2 separate regions of the Mus musculus genome follow, and region 1 is linked to region 2. The links are chromatin contacts, called in public HiChIP or PLAC-seq maps. All regions are on one chromosome and are shown on one strand. Each heading gives the region's core, a stretch centred on a gene start, on an enhancer-like site or on the middle of the called end of the contact. The rest is flanking DNA. Distances are from core to core; before and after follow the strand shown. Region 1 has its middle 21 kb from the start of Klf3. Region 2 has its middle 14 kb from the start of Gm26761.

Region 1 (7,444 bases), core at 3,586-6,085, 97 kb before region 2:
GATAAATCCTTGAGAACTAAAGGGTCCAAAGTTCTTAGCTTCATTAGCGTTCTCATACACATTGTCATTCCAAGTTACAGGGTCCCATTCTTTACAATTAATGTCCTTAATTTGACTGCCAACTCCTTTAGAGACTGTCACTTGAATTTTCACTGTAATTTAGCTGGACCTATAATGAGGGCTCTGATGGCTATTCTTGGTTGTCAACTTGACTACATCTAGAATGAACTTCAATCCAGAAATGGAGAGCACACCAGTGGTCCAGATCTTGAGGTATAACAGCCATGAAAAAGCTAGGCCCAGGCAAGGTAGTGCATGCCTTTAATCTCAGGAGACAGAGGCAAGCAGATCTCCGAGTTCAAGGCCAGCCTGGGCCAGAATAACTTCCAAGTCCAGTCATGATGATACCCATTTTTAATCGATGCATTCAGGAGACATCACCATGCAGAAAGTTCAAGATTAATCTACAGAACAAGTTCCAGTACAGCCAAGCTTAGGCAGTGAAGGAGTTGGAAAATATAAAGCTGGCAAAAGGTAATAGAACAAAGGAGCCATGTTCCAGTCCCACCAAGCAGCAAAATTCGGCAGTTGTGGCCATGTGGCTCTGACTTTATAGTCAAGAAAAGAAGGGACTACTGGTAAAATTGATGCTGGTTAGCTGGAGCTAAGAAATAAGCAGTGATTAAAAAGAGATCAGCATCAATCATTGAAGTGAAATCTTTTGGGAAGTGTTTTCTGAAAGCACATAGAAGCTATGTTCCAGAGATAACCAAGGTTGTACCTCATGCTTCAGCTGGACTTGGTAATGTGTAAGAGTCACCCAGGTGGAACTGGTTTTGACAACATGAAGGTGTCATGGAGAACAGCTTAGGTTTGGCACTGTGAGAGGCCATGGGAGTCCACTGGTGAAGGTGCAACCTCAGTTGTAGTTGACTGTCCAGGACTGAAGGGGTCATGCATAGAAGTTGAGGCTTGGCACCATGAAGAAAGCCTAAGAGAGGCTATTGGTGAAGCCTAGTTGCAACAGAAGACTCCAGTGTATTGGAGATGCCAGCAGCATGAGATGATCACCAAGAACAGCAGCAACAGTATGGTGGAGTCAACCAGAACCTAGAGTGCTACAGAGGGCAGAGCTAGAGAAGTAAACCAAGCCCTTTGGAGGAGCCCAGAAGATCATGTGTGGATCCCAGACATTGGGATGAGAAGCTGTGAAGTTGAAGTTGTCTTGGATACCTCAAGATGTAAGAGATGCCAGAACCATGGGAAACTGGTCTAGGAAAGCCGCTAACAGGGAGTAGAACCAGCCAAAGAAAATAATTGTGTTGCACTCAACAAAGATGAAAGGAGTTGGGGATTTGAAGAGAGCTTTGATATCAGACATAGAGATCCTGAGTTTGCCCAGCTGGTTTTTGGTCTTATGTTGGTTCAGTATTTTCTCACCATGACGTTTTGGAATGATAATGTATATCCTGCATGATGTAGGAAGTATGTGATCTGTGTTTTTTTTTTTTTTTTTTTTTTTAAGTTTTGACTTACTATGGTATTATAGTTAGGAGATTGCATGAATCTCAAAAGAGACTTTTGGACTTTTAACATTGTTGAGACTGTTATAAACTGTGGGACTTTTGAAGTTGGACTAGGTGTATATTTTGCATTATGCTACGGCTAGTTATCACCCCCATAGATTTATGTGTTTGAACAAACCTATGGGGGCCAGGGAGTGGAATGTGTTGGTTTGGATTTGCTTGGTTCAGGGAGTAGCACTATTCAGAAATAGTGGCCTTGTAGGAGGAATTGTGTCACTGTGGGGATGGGCTTTGGGAGGCCCTCCTCCACGCTGTCGAAAGATAGCTCCTGCTTCCTTTGGATGAAGATGTAGAACTCTCAGCTCCTTCTCCAGTGCTATGCCTGCCTGGCTGCTGCCATGTTTCTTGCTAGGATGATAATGGGCTGAAACTCTGAACCTGTAAGCCAGCCCCAATTAGATGCTGTCCCTTATAAGAGTTGCCTTGGTCACAGTGTCTGTTCACAGCAATGGAAGCCAAACTAAAATAAGGACCTTGCAGCTTGAGCTCTGTGGTTGCTGGAAAGAAGGTTGTTCTCCAGGGCAGACTTAGAAATTTTAGTCCAGTGGTTCTCAACCTTCCTAATGCTTCAGCTCTTTAGTACAGTTCCGTGTGCTGTGTGACGCCCCCAACCCTAAAATTATTTTGATGCTACTTCATAACTGCAGTCTTGTTATGAATCATAATGTAAGCATCTGATATGCAGGATATCCAATATGTGGCTCCTGTGAAAGGGTTGGTCCTAAAATGGTCGTGACCCACACGTGGAGAACTGCTGCTTTAGACTGTCCATGCCCTGGAGCAGGCCAATTTTATTACTAAGTTCATTGCTTTGCTCTATTCTGAGATGTTAGAGGTTGGTTAATTTTATTATGGGCTCATCCCTATCCTTTGCCAATTTATCCAGAGGTGCTAGGAGCAACCAGCCAGCATCATCATTTTTCTTATTTCCAAAACTGTCAAAAGTTTCTTATATAATCACTAAACCCATTATCTCTCACAGTTGGTGTATCAGTATCTGTGTTAGTGAATTGAAAAGCCTATACAAGATACTTCCAAAGGTGCTTATACTTCTGTTGCTCCAGAACCAATTCTAGTATCAACTTTTGTATTAGTCAGTGTTCTCTCAAGTAACAGAATTTATAGAACGAATCACTACATATATATCTATATATTTATATATCCATATCTATCTATCTATCTATCTATCTATCTATCTATCTATCTATCTATCTATCTGGGATTTATTGGAATGACTTACAGGCTGTGGTTCAGCTAATCCAACAATGGCTGGTTGGGAACAGGAAGTTCAAGAATCTAGTAGTTAAAATAAATAAATACAGTCATTATGTCAAACCATTAAATCAGGGACTGTCTTACATGGATGCATTTATACATATAGCATCTTTTTTTTTTTTTGAGGGGCACACATACATTTTTCTCCCTCTGTGATTCAGCTAACAGAATGTGGAACGTGCTTGATATATTGACATAGTGTAGCTGTCTTCCTTTTTTTCTCTTTGTTCCCAAAGGCCTCCCCAAGTCTTTGCATCTAAAGCAAATGACATTACACAAGTTTCAGGATGGTTGGAAGGATGTTGGTCAGCCTTTTAACTCCTGGGTCTCCTAGCGTGGCCCATTCACAAGTGCTTTGGAAGTTTTACTCTGTTGTCTATAGGAAAACTCAGCCTGTGGTTGTCCTTAGGAATGGTGCAGAGGTCTTTGGGGAAGGAAGATTTGCTGGAAAAAAAATATGGAGGCTATGCCGGTGCCTGGCAAACACAGAAGTGGATGCTCACAGTCAGCTATTGGATGGAACACAGGGCTGCCAATGGAAGAGCTAGAGAAAGTACCCAAGGAGCTAAAGAAGTCTGTAACCCTATAGGAGGAACAACAATATGATCTAACCAGTACCCACGGAGCTCGTGTCTCTGGCTGCATATGTAGCAGAAGATGGCCTAGTCTGCCATCATTGGAAAGAGAGGCCCCTTGGTCTTGCAAACTTTATATGCCTCAGTACAGGGGAACAGCAGGGCCAAGAAGTGGGAGTGGGAGAGGGAGGGCAGTGGGGGGAGGGTATGGGGGACTTTTGGGATAGCATTTGAAATGTAAATGACGAAAATACCTAATAAAAAAAGTTTAAAAAAAGGGGGGGGGGCTTCCAGCTACATTGTATCAGGCTGAGGTTTCTGGTCCCATGCATCAGAAACATTTTTTTTTTTTTTGGTTTTTTCGAGACAGGGTTTCTCTGTGTAGCTCTGGCTGTCCTGGCACTCACTCTGTAGACCAGGCTGGCTTCGAATTCAGAAATCCGCCTGCCTCTGCCTCCCAAGTGCTGGGATTAAACCGCCCCGTTGCATCAGAAATTTAAGCAGCAGACTGGGACAGCCAGGGCTCAGGCACTGGGGGCCGGAAGGATGTTGATCTCTACTCAGAGAGTTTATAATGCATCTGCATTCGCCTTAGCAGAGAGCAGAGCTGTCACTTTCTCTACTATACCTTCCCTACTTGTGACTGAGGTTGCCACTTAGAAATCTTCAGAGCCTTGTGAAAGAGTGATGTCAAGTCTGGTGAATCCAGTAATTTAAAAGAAGACCCTTGTGGGGCTGGAGAGATGGCTCAGTGGTTAAGTGCTCTTCCAAAGGTCTTGTGTTCAACTCCCAGCAACCACGTGGTGGCTCACAACCATCTGTAACAGGATCAGATGTCCTCTTCTGCTGTGCCTCAAGACAGAAACAGTGTACTCATACATAAAATAAGTAAGTTAATTAAAAAAAAGAGAAAGAAAGAAAATGATTGGAAGGCTTGTTGTCTCAGCGGCTGGCCGGAGGATGGCTTCTTTTTTCTTTACATTTCAATACTCTGAAGTAGTTTTTCTTTAATAAACACACTTTTCAGGAGCAAGGAAAAGTGTTTTTAAAAATAGCTAGAAAGAAGTGGGTAAGTTGTGTCTAATGAAAGGCAAAATTTAGCTTTTTGGAAGCACCCTCAGACTCACGCACCTGGAAAGGGGGCAAGAAGGAAGGGGTGAGGTAGCCCTTGAAGAAGGGGTGAGAAGTCTGGAAGAAATTTTGAAGTTTTTGGTGGCCGCTTGAGTGGCTGGGCCTGCTCAGCTTCTCGAAACCAGAATTCTTCCTCAAAATATATCTGTTCGAAAGCATCGCCAAGCAGAAAAGGCTGGAAACCAGAGGCGCCGGCAACTTAGAATGAACAGAGCCCAGGTTCCCATTTTTACAGGCATGTACTTCCTGGGGCCCGGGGTCCACTCTTCCGGTCTACCGTGCTTTGCCCGGATCCATCTAGTCAAGAAGAGTCAGTGACTATGAGAGAGCTGACCTACAGCTCCCCCAACACCAGAACACCAGCTGATCTCCTCCGCTGGAAGCCCTCTCCTGCAGCTTCTTCCTTTTAAGTTTGTTTGTGTGTTATTGTTCTGAAGGGTTTCTGGGTAACTATAAGCAACAGATCTTGTTAGTTCCTCTTCAGACTCCCCACTACTCCCCACCCTTATTTCTCACCTCCCAGCATCCTGTTTGTCTCCCTGACTCAGTTCCCCTGCCCCGCCCACAGCCCCTCCCTCCCCAGCTGCCAGTCCCCTGAGCCGTGTTTTTCTTCCCTCAGTTAATATGCTTTAACTTTTCCCCATTTGATTATGTGTACTTGGACCAAGCGCACCATGCATGCATCTCTTCAGTTTTTAATTCACTGAACCATGTGTCTTTCTCTCATGAAAACATTAAAAGCACGGTTAGAGCTGATGTTTGTCGTCCCCCCTCCCCCTTTCTTTTGAGACAATGTATTTATACAACATGGAGATGAGGAGGAATAAGGAAAATCAGAAAACGAGGGCGGTTATGGTTGAGATATCCAGTCTCTCTGAAAGGCTGCAGTGAAGGCTCGGTGTCTGGCTGGTCAGGCCAGTGACTGAGAGGGTGAGTGATGGATCGTGGATGCCCTGACCTACTCAATGGATGTTCTTATCCAGGGGCCACTTCACAATTAGATGGCGTTTTTTGGAGACAATGGGCACTTTCAGAGGTGGAGCCTAGTTGGAAGCAGTAGGTCATTGAAGGCATGTCAGCGGGGCTTTTCCTTGTTGCGCTCCATCCTCTGCTGTCTAAGAGTTACTTGAGGCTCTGCTCTGTCACACTGTCACCCGTCTCTGTCATTCCTTCACTCAGCCTTGACCCAAATCCAAAGCAAACAGTGGGACAGGTGTCTGGATTGAAACCTATAAAGCTGTGTGGGGCAGAGTAAGTCTGCCCTTACATATTTTTTTCTTAGGAACTTGATGCAATTATAAGAAACTGACTAACTGGGCTGTAGAGATGTCTCAGCAGTTAAGAGCACTGACAGCTCTTCCAAAGGTCCTGAGTTCAATTCCCAGCAACCACATGGTGGCTCAGAATCATCTGTAACGGGATCCGATGTCCCCTCTGGTGTATCTGAAGACAGCTACAGAGTACTCATCTATCTATATCTGTATCTGTATATCTGTATATATGTATATATATGTATATATGTATATATATGTATATATATTATATGTGGATGCCATGGTGGCTATGTGGAGGTCAGAGGACAACTTTACAACTCTTTGGAGTTGGTTTTCTCCTTCCACTGTGTAGGTCCAAAGAATCAAACTGAGTTCATCAGGGTTAGCAGCACGTGCCTGTCTTTACTGAGCCTGCTCGTTAGACAGCCCAGTCTATTAGATATTAAAGAATGTTTTAATAGGGTATATGGCACACACTTACAATCTCATCACTAGGAGGCTAATGCCATGAGTTCTGTTTAGCCCAGCCAGTAAGTCAAAGGCAATCCCATGCTACACTGTGAGATCTTGTTTCAAAAAAACACTGAAAAATCTAACCAAACCAGACAAACAAAACAGCTACCAGCATTCTACCCAGCTAGTAATCTTATATAAACGGTGTCAGTTAGCTTTCTGCACTGTCATGAAATGTCTGATATGATCATAATGAGAAAATGTTTATTTCTGCTCAGTTTTGAAGGTCTCAGCCTGCTATTAATTGGGTCCTCCCTTTCAGGCCCCTGTAAGGTGGCACACAAGGATTGCTTACGCAGGATTAGAAAGCCAAAATAGCAGAGAAGTGCTGAGTATCCCATAGTCCTTAAAGGAATACTCCAGGAACTGGAAAACCTCCTACTAGTCTCTGCCTTTTAAAGGTGCCACCACCTCCTAATACTATCATGTAAGGACTAAGCCTTTGACGCATGGGTCTCTAGGGGAAATTCAAGATCCAAAAACCATAACATGAACTGTGTGGACCTTGGCTTAATTAGTTTTTACATTGCTGTGGCAAATGGGTCTATTAGCTATACAGAGCCTAACTCTTCAAAGTTTTTAGGTTTAGAAGAAATAGCATGGTGATTTAATGACAATAGCACCCAAAGGCTCATAGGGAGTGGTACTATTAGGATGGGTGGCCTTGTTGGAAAACTTGTGGTCTGGTTGAAGAGGTGTGCCACTGGGGGCTTGGCTTTGAGGGTTCAAGTCAGGTCCAGTGTTTCTGTCTCTGTCTCTGTCTCTGTCTCTGTCTCTGCCTCTTTCTCTCTCTCTCTCTCTCTCTCTCTCTCTCTCTCTCTCTCTCTCTCTCTCTCTCCCTCCCTCCCTCCCTCCCTCCCTCCCCGCCCTCCCTCCCTTCCTTCTTCCCTCCTTCCCTTCTGCCTGCTGACCCAAAGGTAAAACGTATCTCCTTCTGGAGAGCACCACCATAAAGTGAAGGCTTTCCCCCGATTTGTTAAATATCTGTGTTTGTTTGTATGCACAAATTTTCCAACACAATTCGTGCCCCTACACTTGGTGCTGAGAAAACTGCCCAGGCAGAAAGGAACAAAACGACCCTTGTTGGCGA
Region 2 (6,832 bases), core at 3,565-6,064:
AGCCTGGGCTACATAAGACACTGGCTTTTTTTGTTTTTTGTTTTTTTATGCCCAGCAGAGTGGGATCGGCTCCTGTTATTTATGCCTCTCTGGAGTCCTGATGACCAGCTCGATGAGGGAGATTGTCACTGATGTAAGTGGGTGTGGCACTGCCCCCTCTCTCCTTTTGCTTCATTTCTTTGCAGTCTGTCACATCTATTTTTAGCCACTTGAAGCTTGGGTTTGTCAAACCCCCTGCTCTATTATAGGTTACTCATAATTAAACCTCTTCACACAGTCGTCACTCATCAAACTCATTTGAATTTTTCTCCCCAGGGCGTCTGACTCCTAGAAACTGCTCAGCTGGTCTTTGAAGGATAGTCTCCAAAGGGCAATATCAAGGAAGGGTTTTAGACAAACTTCTCCACATTCCAAGAAGGAAATCCGTGCACAGAGCCCCTTCCTTGGGCGCCCTCTTCGGGGTCTCGGTACCTTCCCTTCTAATTGGCTCTGACTGTAAATGCTTGTTTACTGCACTGTGATGTAAGAAGGCCCAGTGCAATGTTTGAATGTACCTCCTCGATCCTAACCAGGTTCACGGGTCAGCAACAAATGTTGAGAGTCACTGTGGTGGTTTGACTAAGGTTTGGCCCTTATAGATTCATGTGTTTGAATGCTTGGCCATAGGGAGTGGCACTATTAAGAGGTGTGGCTTTATTGGAGGAGGTGTGGCCTTGTTGGAGGAAGTGTGTCACTGTGTAGGTGGGCTTTAAGGTCTCTTATGCTTAGGCGCTGCCCAGTGCAGAAGACAGTCTCCCCCTGACTGCCTTTGGATCGAGATTTAGAAGGCTTAGCTCCTCTAGCATCATGTCTGCCTGCATGATGCCTTGCTTCCCACCATGATGATAATGGATGGAACCTTTGAAACTGTAAGCTAGCCCCAATTAAATGTTTGCCTTTATAACTGTTGCCTTGGTCGTGGTAGGGTCACAGCAATAAAACTAACTAAGACAGTCAGTTTGGCTCACCAGGAATCCCCACCACACTCGTGTTCTCTTGTCATGTGATGCTTGTCATGGGGTAGCCTAGCACCAAAGCCCTTGCCTGGGGCCAGTGGGTGCTCTTGAACTTTTCAGCCCCAGAGCTGTACACCAAATATGTACTTTTGTTCTTTGCAAATTGCCCAGCCCGTGGCTGTCATAACAGCAGCAGAAGAAGGAAGACACCCACTGGATTCTGCAGCCCACATCTGCATTGTCTTCATTGGAGAGAATTAAGGAACAGGGATGTGGAAGGACATGTTTTAGGTGACCACGGTCAGAGTACACAGGAATGCACCACCATACTCAGCTTTTGTTGTTTGTTTAGTAGCAAAGGATAGGGTTATTCTAGAAGGCTGAAGGACCTTAGGGCAGGAAGCAGAGCTGACATGTGGTGCACAGCATCCCTACCTTAGCTGCTTTCATCCTGGTTTAGTCCTGGGGAAACTCACGCTTCAGAGGTGCTGGATGCTCTATCCAGGGTCACACATCTGGAAAGTGTAGGCACTCAGATTGGAAGGCATGTGCCTCTGGTTTCCAGGCAAGAGCTTTCCTCGCTTGTCTATGCTTCCTTCCTTCTGTCACTCAGAGGATCTGTAACATCTCCAAGTCTGACATCATTGGGACGAAGGCCTGAGCGGCAGGCAGGGCTGGCACCCAAAGACACGTCATCAGAAGTCGCCCAATGATATCTTGAGTTTGGACTGGGAAGGGGGCACTATATAGATTTCTTGTCCCCATAACAAAGTATCTGACATAAACAGGGATGCCAGGGGGCGGGGGCAGGCGTATGGCAAGGAAGCCCATGGAGGTCTGGAGCGTAGAGTGCACGACGCTCTGACCATCATTTCACAGTGCTCTTCCTCATGCTCCAGCTCTTTCATTCTTTCTTCCCCCTTTTCCATGAAGTTCTCTGGGACGTGTGTGTGTGTGTGTGTGTGTGTGTGTGTGTGTGTGTGTGTGTGTGTGTGTAATAGCTATAGCTGTATGATTTAGGGGTGAGCACTCAACAGTAATACTTTTGCTCAGCCCCTTGACCAGTTATGAGTCTCTGTATCAATTCCTATGTATGGCAGAAAGAAGCTCTTCTGGCCAGGGGCAAGCTGCCCAATCTGTGGGTATAAATACAAGAATTTAAATATTTAGAAGGTAGTTTGATAACTACAACAGTAGTAGACTCCCTCCTAGGGCCTATGACCTTTAAAGCCATGGGCTTCTGCCAGGTTTATAGTACTAGCATGCCTTCTCTCCTGTAGAACAAGCCTCAGGAGCTAATCAGAAAGCGGTTGGTTACCTGTATAACCTTCATGCCACTATTACACCAGCGGCACTTTGGTATTAAACATCCAGGATTCACCAGTGGATAAGACCACTGATGCCTTTTTGTTTTCCCCTTCAGCAGGCTATGTAGCACATCCCAGCACTATGAAAAATAGCCACCAGGAAAGAAGTTTACAGGTTAATTCCAACTTGATGTCACCATCCTGAAACTGAGGCCACTTTGGAGCAGGGATCTTACCTAGAGCATTAACCAAAATCTTACATAGAGCATCCCTAAAAGCTGGGCTGGAAGGAAACTTCTAATGGAGAGTCTTAGTCTCTTTCCAGATAGCTCCAGCCTCTCTGGAGGTGCTTTGGGATGGCCAAGGGAAGGTGTGGCAAGGGCAAATGATGCTACAGCCTCCACCCCCGTTCAGTCTGAACACCTCTACCTTCATCTGTCCTCTCCGTTGATTGAGCACATTGTTCTTATGAGAAAAAAAAAAAAGATGGCAAAAGTACATGCTGTCAAGTGAGGTTTGAAAAATCTCTCGCCTCCTCAAAGTCAGGTTTAAAAATGGCTTATCCTTTCCAGCATTCTCATTTTATAAATAAGAAAGCTGACAGCAGCAAAGCTCAAATGGCTTGATCAAGTGGTAGCCGACAGCTGAGCTCTCCCGCACCCTCCTTCCCTTTTCTGCAAAACTGTTGGTAGACATAACAATTGACACTCAGTCTGGACAGGGTATGAAAGAGGGGATCTGTTGCAGACATTCTTCTTTGTAAGATGGGATTTCTCTGGGCTGCCTCACCATCTAGGAACCTCGTGGAAGAAACGCCGCAGGGCTCTCCAACCGAGCTATGGAGGAAAAAAATACAATACAATTGAAAACCATCAGGACCTGTGGACTCTGGGGTTGGTTTGGTGAGAGTTCTCATACTATAAGCACTATTGGCAACCATGGGCCATCGTAGCAGGCTGCTTTGCCATATGACTGTAACTATGGGAAAGAATTCAGAAAGCATCTTGACTTTGGCTTTGATCAGGGCCTCTCTGAGCCAGTGGCTGCATTGGGCTGTTTTGGGTCCGTGTTGTCTGCCTAGTGTTCTCTTTACTCTGTTTGTGCTTACTTGATTTTCAAAGGCCCTTTAGCTTGTGTCAGATAATCTGGTGGTCAGTTCCTTATTCCTCTACCTCCTCTTCTGAGTATTGTTCTGTCTTGGGTTTCATGCTAGCCCCCGCTATCAGATCAGTCTGGGGAGTGGTCTGCTCCTCTTTTCTATCAGGTTTTTTGTTTGTCTTTTCATATAACCAAAGCTAGAATTTGCCACTTAATCCGAGCTGGCTTTGAACTCATGATTTTCTTATTAGCACTCTGGACTGTGTCAACTCTGAACTTTCAGAAGTCCTTGTGCTTTCCTTTCTATCTAGGAAATCCCTTAAGCCAAAATGACCTGTGTCTCTGTTTTTAAGGATAATGAAAAAAAGATAAAGGCAGGATGAGAGGAGGGAGCCGGAAGAGCTGCACACAGAAGAAAGGGAGGTAGCGGGAGGGCCTGAGAGGCTCCCCACAGGATGAAGCAGTGGAAAGTCTGGCCTCAACAGACTTCTTATGGAGGATGAGGGGAAAGAAGATGGGCGAGTCGCCTGGAGGGCCTTGAGGAAGATCTATGCACTACCCTATCCAGTAGGAATTTCCTTTGCAGAAATCTAGCAGATAAACCAAAAGAAATGAAGTCACACACACCAGTCAGTCTAGCAGAAGATGTCTTCGCTGTGCTTTTCTTTACTGTGGTAGTGAAAATGAGAGCAAGCTGAATAGCAAGGGCAAAGGAGCAAGATAGGATGAATAAGAGAACACTGCAATGAAGTCTACGGGTCCACTCATAGTCAGAAATGGAGCCTCTAGTGTTGCGTTGCTCAACACAGTAGTCACTAGCAGCTCACTCCTAGCTATGGGAATTTGTATTTGAAACATGTCTGGAAGAAATTAAGTGAATGGAGGTATAGAGGAAGTTACCAGGTTGAGAGTTGGAGAGGGGTCATCAGGAAGAATCTGGGGTTCTCTAGTGGGCCTCACAGACAAAGGGGAAGTAGAAGAGACTTCAGAGGGAGCTAGGATTTTAGGCCATCTGTGGTTGTAGAGAAAATGGCACCCGCTTTCTACCAAGTGCAAGGACTGGCTATGAACAGCACTGAGGAAAAAGCCCAGTGAGGTATAGGGGCGCTTTCTCCAGAGACAGGTGGCTCACTCTGTGCTCTCCCTCTGGCTGCTAAGTAGTACTGTGGAGTGGAGCAGCTTTTCTATTCGCCCAGCTTTTTCTCGGATGTCACACCATGAAGCCAAACTTCTTGAGAATCACTTCTGGGATGTTTCCTCTCTGAATTGATTTTACAGTTACAACCTTTTATCTAAACCTTCTTCTATTTCTTTCTAGCTTGGAGATAGGTAGCCAAACAAGCTACTTCCTTCCTGAGTTCTGTTCAATTCAACACTGCAAGCCTCTCCCAGACAGTCGGTGTTGATTATCAGCCACCTTGTGGGTTTTGATGTCTGACGAGTACAAACTCACACGCTTTGATATGTATTGTTGTGTGTGAACTGTTATGTACTTCTATTGAACGTTTAAACAAACTATTGAATCTGTGCCCATAGAAAACCTTTAGTAGCACAGAAATGTGCATGGGTTGGTGTGTATATGGGTGTGGTCTACACAGTCACTGAATAATGAGCCACGTACTGTATGTCAGGCCCTGTGGGAGATAAAAGCCTAAACATTACGTCCTGCTTCCTAAGCATATTTCAACCAAAAGGACAGAGATTTAATCATTTCCAGGTAAGTCTTAAACTAGAAAACCAATGGGCTTCATAGATATATTTTAGAGCCGACAGCATTGAAGTCAAACATTTTTGTCTTTATAGAAATCACCCACAGTCGCTGTGAATGAACCCTCCCTTCTGCAGATGGCAATGTATAGCACATCTTAGGTACAACTCTAGGTGGTATAATTTACTCATGTAATTAAACTATATTTATAGTTACCACTATATTTATGAGGGCTTAGTCTTCTTAGTTTTCTGTGGGCGTGACAGAATAGCACAGGCCAAGCAACTTAGAAGTGAAATTTAGTTCTCAGGGTTTTTAGATTATTCAAGCAGTTGTGGAGAGACACAAAACAGAAAGAAAGGCTTGTGCTGACATTAGGTGGGACAACAGGGTACCTTTGTCATTCACACATGCGGATAGCCAAAATGCCTACAGAGGAGATGGGATGCAGCCCCTTGTTGAGATAGAAAAGACTTCTGTAGTCTGCACGAAAGGGAAGCTGGGAAGTGTAGTCTTTCAGTAGGAAACTATCTGCTGTGGCAGGGTGGAGACCAAGGCTAGAGGCTGCATCTGGAAAGGGCTTTCTTGTTGTATCAAGAGGAACATATACGAGTAGCTAGGATGCGGGGGCTGGGGGTGGGGCTCTTCCTCTTCTTATAAAGCCACTGGTCCCAGCACAGGGATCCTGCCTTATGGCTTCATCTAAGTCTGATCACTTCCCAAGAGACTTGTCCCCAGATATCACTACTATGTGGATTTCCAGGTTTTCAGCAGCATGAGCTTTGGGGGACACATTTAACTATGTATATGGTTTCCCTTGTAAAGACCTAGAATTAAAAACAAAAAACAAGTAAGACATAGGTTTTTTTATTTGCTTGTTGGTTCTTGGTTTTTTGAGGCAGGGTTGGTTTCTCTGTGTAACAAGCCCTGGCTGACCCAGATTCACTTTGTAAATCAGGACCATAGAGATCTGCCTGCCTCTGCCTCCTGAGTATTGGTATCAAAGACATGCAACACCAGTCCTGGCAAGATGTAGTTCTGAGTCTCAGGTCACACTGGCTATCTGGTAAGAAGGGCAAGTTACAAATACAAGATCCCCGGTAGGCACGATGGTGTGGTGTAAGCCCTTGGAGGCGTCACAGAAGACAGCCATGTGCCACATCCCCTGTTGCTGAGCCTGCATCACTGAGTACAGGGTCTGGGTGATGATCTGCCTCTCTGATGGTCTCCTGGCCTCCTGCTGAGTAGTGGTTCTCCTGTGCTAGATCTGTGGGTCCGTGGCCTTGTAAGGCTGAAGGACTCAGCCCAGCAGGACTTCCTGCTTGAGCTGCTCCACAGGCCATCTTGCTGCAGTTCTCTTTTACTCTTGGTCTGGAACCAGGAAGGGTAGCTGCTCCGTTTTCCTCCTCTGATAAAGCTGTTGATACCCATCCTGGCTCACTATGCAGCTGGGATGGGGCCAAGAAACCCATTAAGAGCTTCTAGTTGTCTTTAGGATAAAATCCAACCTTCCTCCAAGGCCGGCCCTAATCTTGATGGCTGTCTTCCCCGAACTGCCCCTACCATGGCTCTTTTGGACAGCTGCCAAACCCCATCCTGTGGTCTCTTCAGGTGCACCACCCACCCTTCAGGCTCTTCTCCAACCTTTGTACATTGTCTTCCTTGGGCCTAAAGTACTTTCCCTCCTAAGCTGTGCCTGCCAGATCTGTATCACGCTCCGGCCC

The links. HiChIP or PLAC-seq counts read pairs in DNA pulled down with a chosen protein or histone mark.
Region 1: a contact with region 2 is called in an H3K27ac HiChIP or PLAC-seq map of microglia, with 7 times the contacts expected there. The contact joins two enhancer-like sites. A contact is called at or near these places in 1 of 15 datasets of contacts at CTCF or cohesin (the NIH/3T3 cell line), 10 of 484 Hi-C or Micro-C datasets (CD8 T cells, bone marrow-derived macrophages, effector CD8 T cells and 6 more), 8 of 115 datasets of contacts at active chromatin or transcription factors (bone marrow-derived macrophages, embryonic stem cells, fetal liver and 3 more) and 2 of 9 other capture datasets (bone marrow-derived macrophages and embryonic stem cells).

The regions. Positions count from the first base shown.
Region 1 is chr5:64,778,527-64,785,970 of GRCm38.p6, reverse strand. No RefSeq gene overlaps it. Among named protein-coding and RNA genes, the nearest start is that of Klf3, 21 kb to the left of the region's middle. Within about 2 kb of position 4,835, at least 87 of the 459 cell types and tissues checked have an H3K27ac peak or open chromatin away from gene starts, as enhancers often do. A contact at or near this core is called in effector CD8 T cells, microglia and regulatory T cells, where this site is marked.
Region 2 is chr5:64,682,438-64,689,269 of GRCm38.p6, reverse strand. No RefSeq gene overlaps it. Among named protein-coding and RNA genes, the nearest start is that of Gm26761, 14 kb to the left of the region's middle. Within about 2 kb of position 4,814, at least 22 of the 459 cell types and tissues checked have an H3K27ac peak or open chromatin away from gene starts, as enhancers often do. A contact at or near this core is called in effector CD8 T cells, microglia and regulatory T cells, where this site is marked.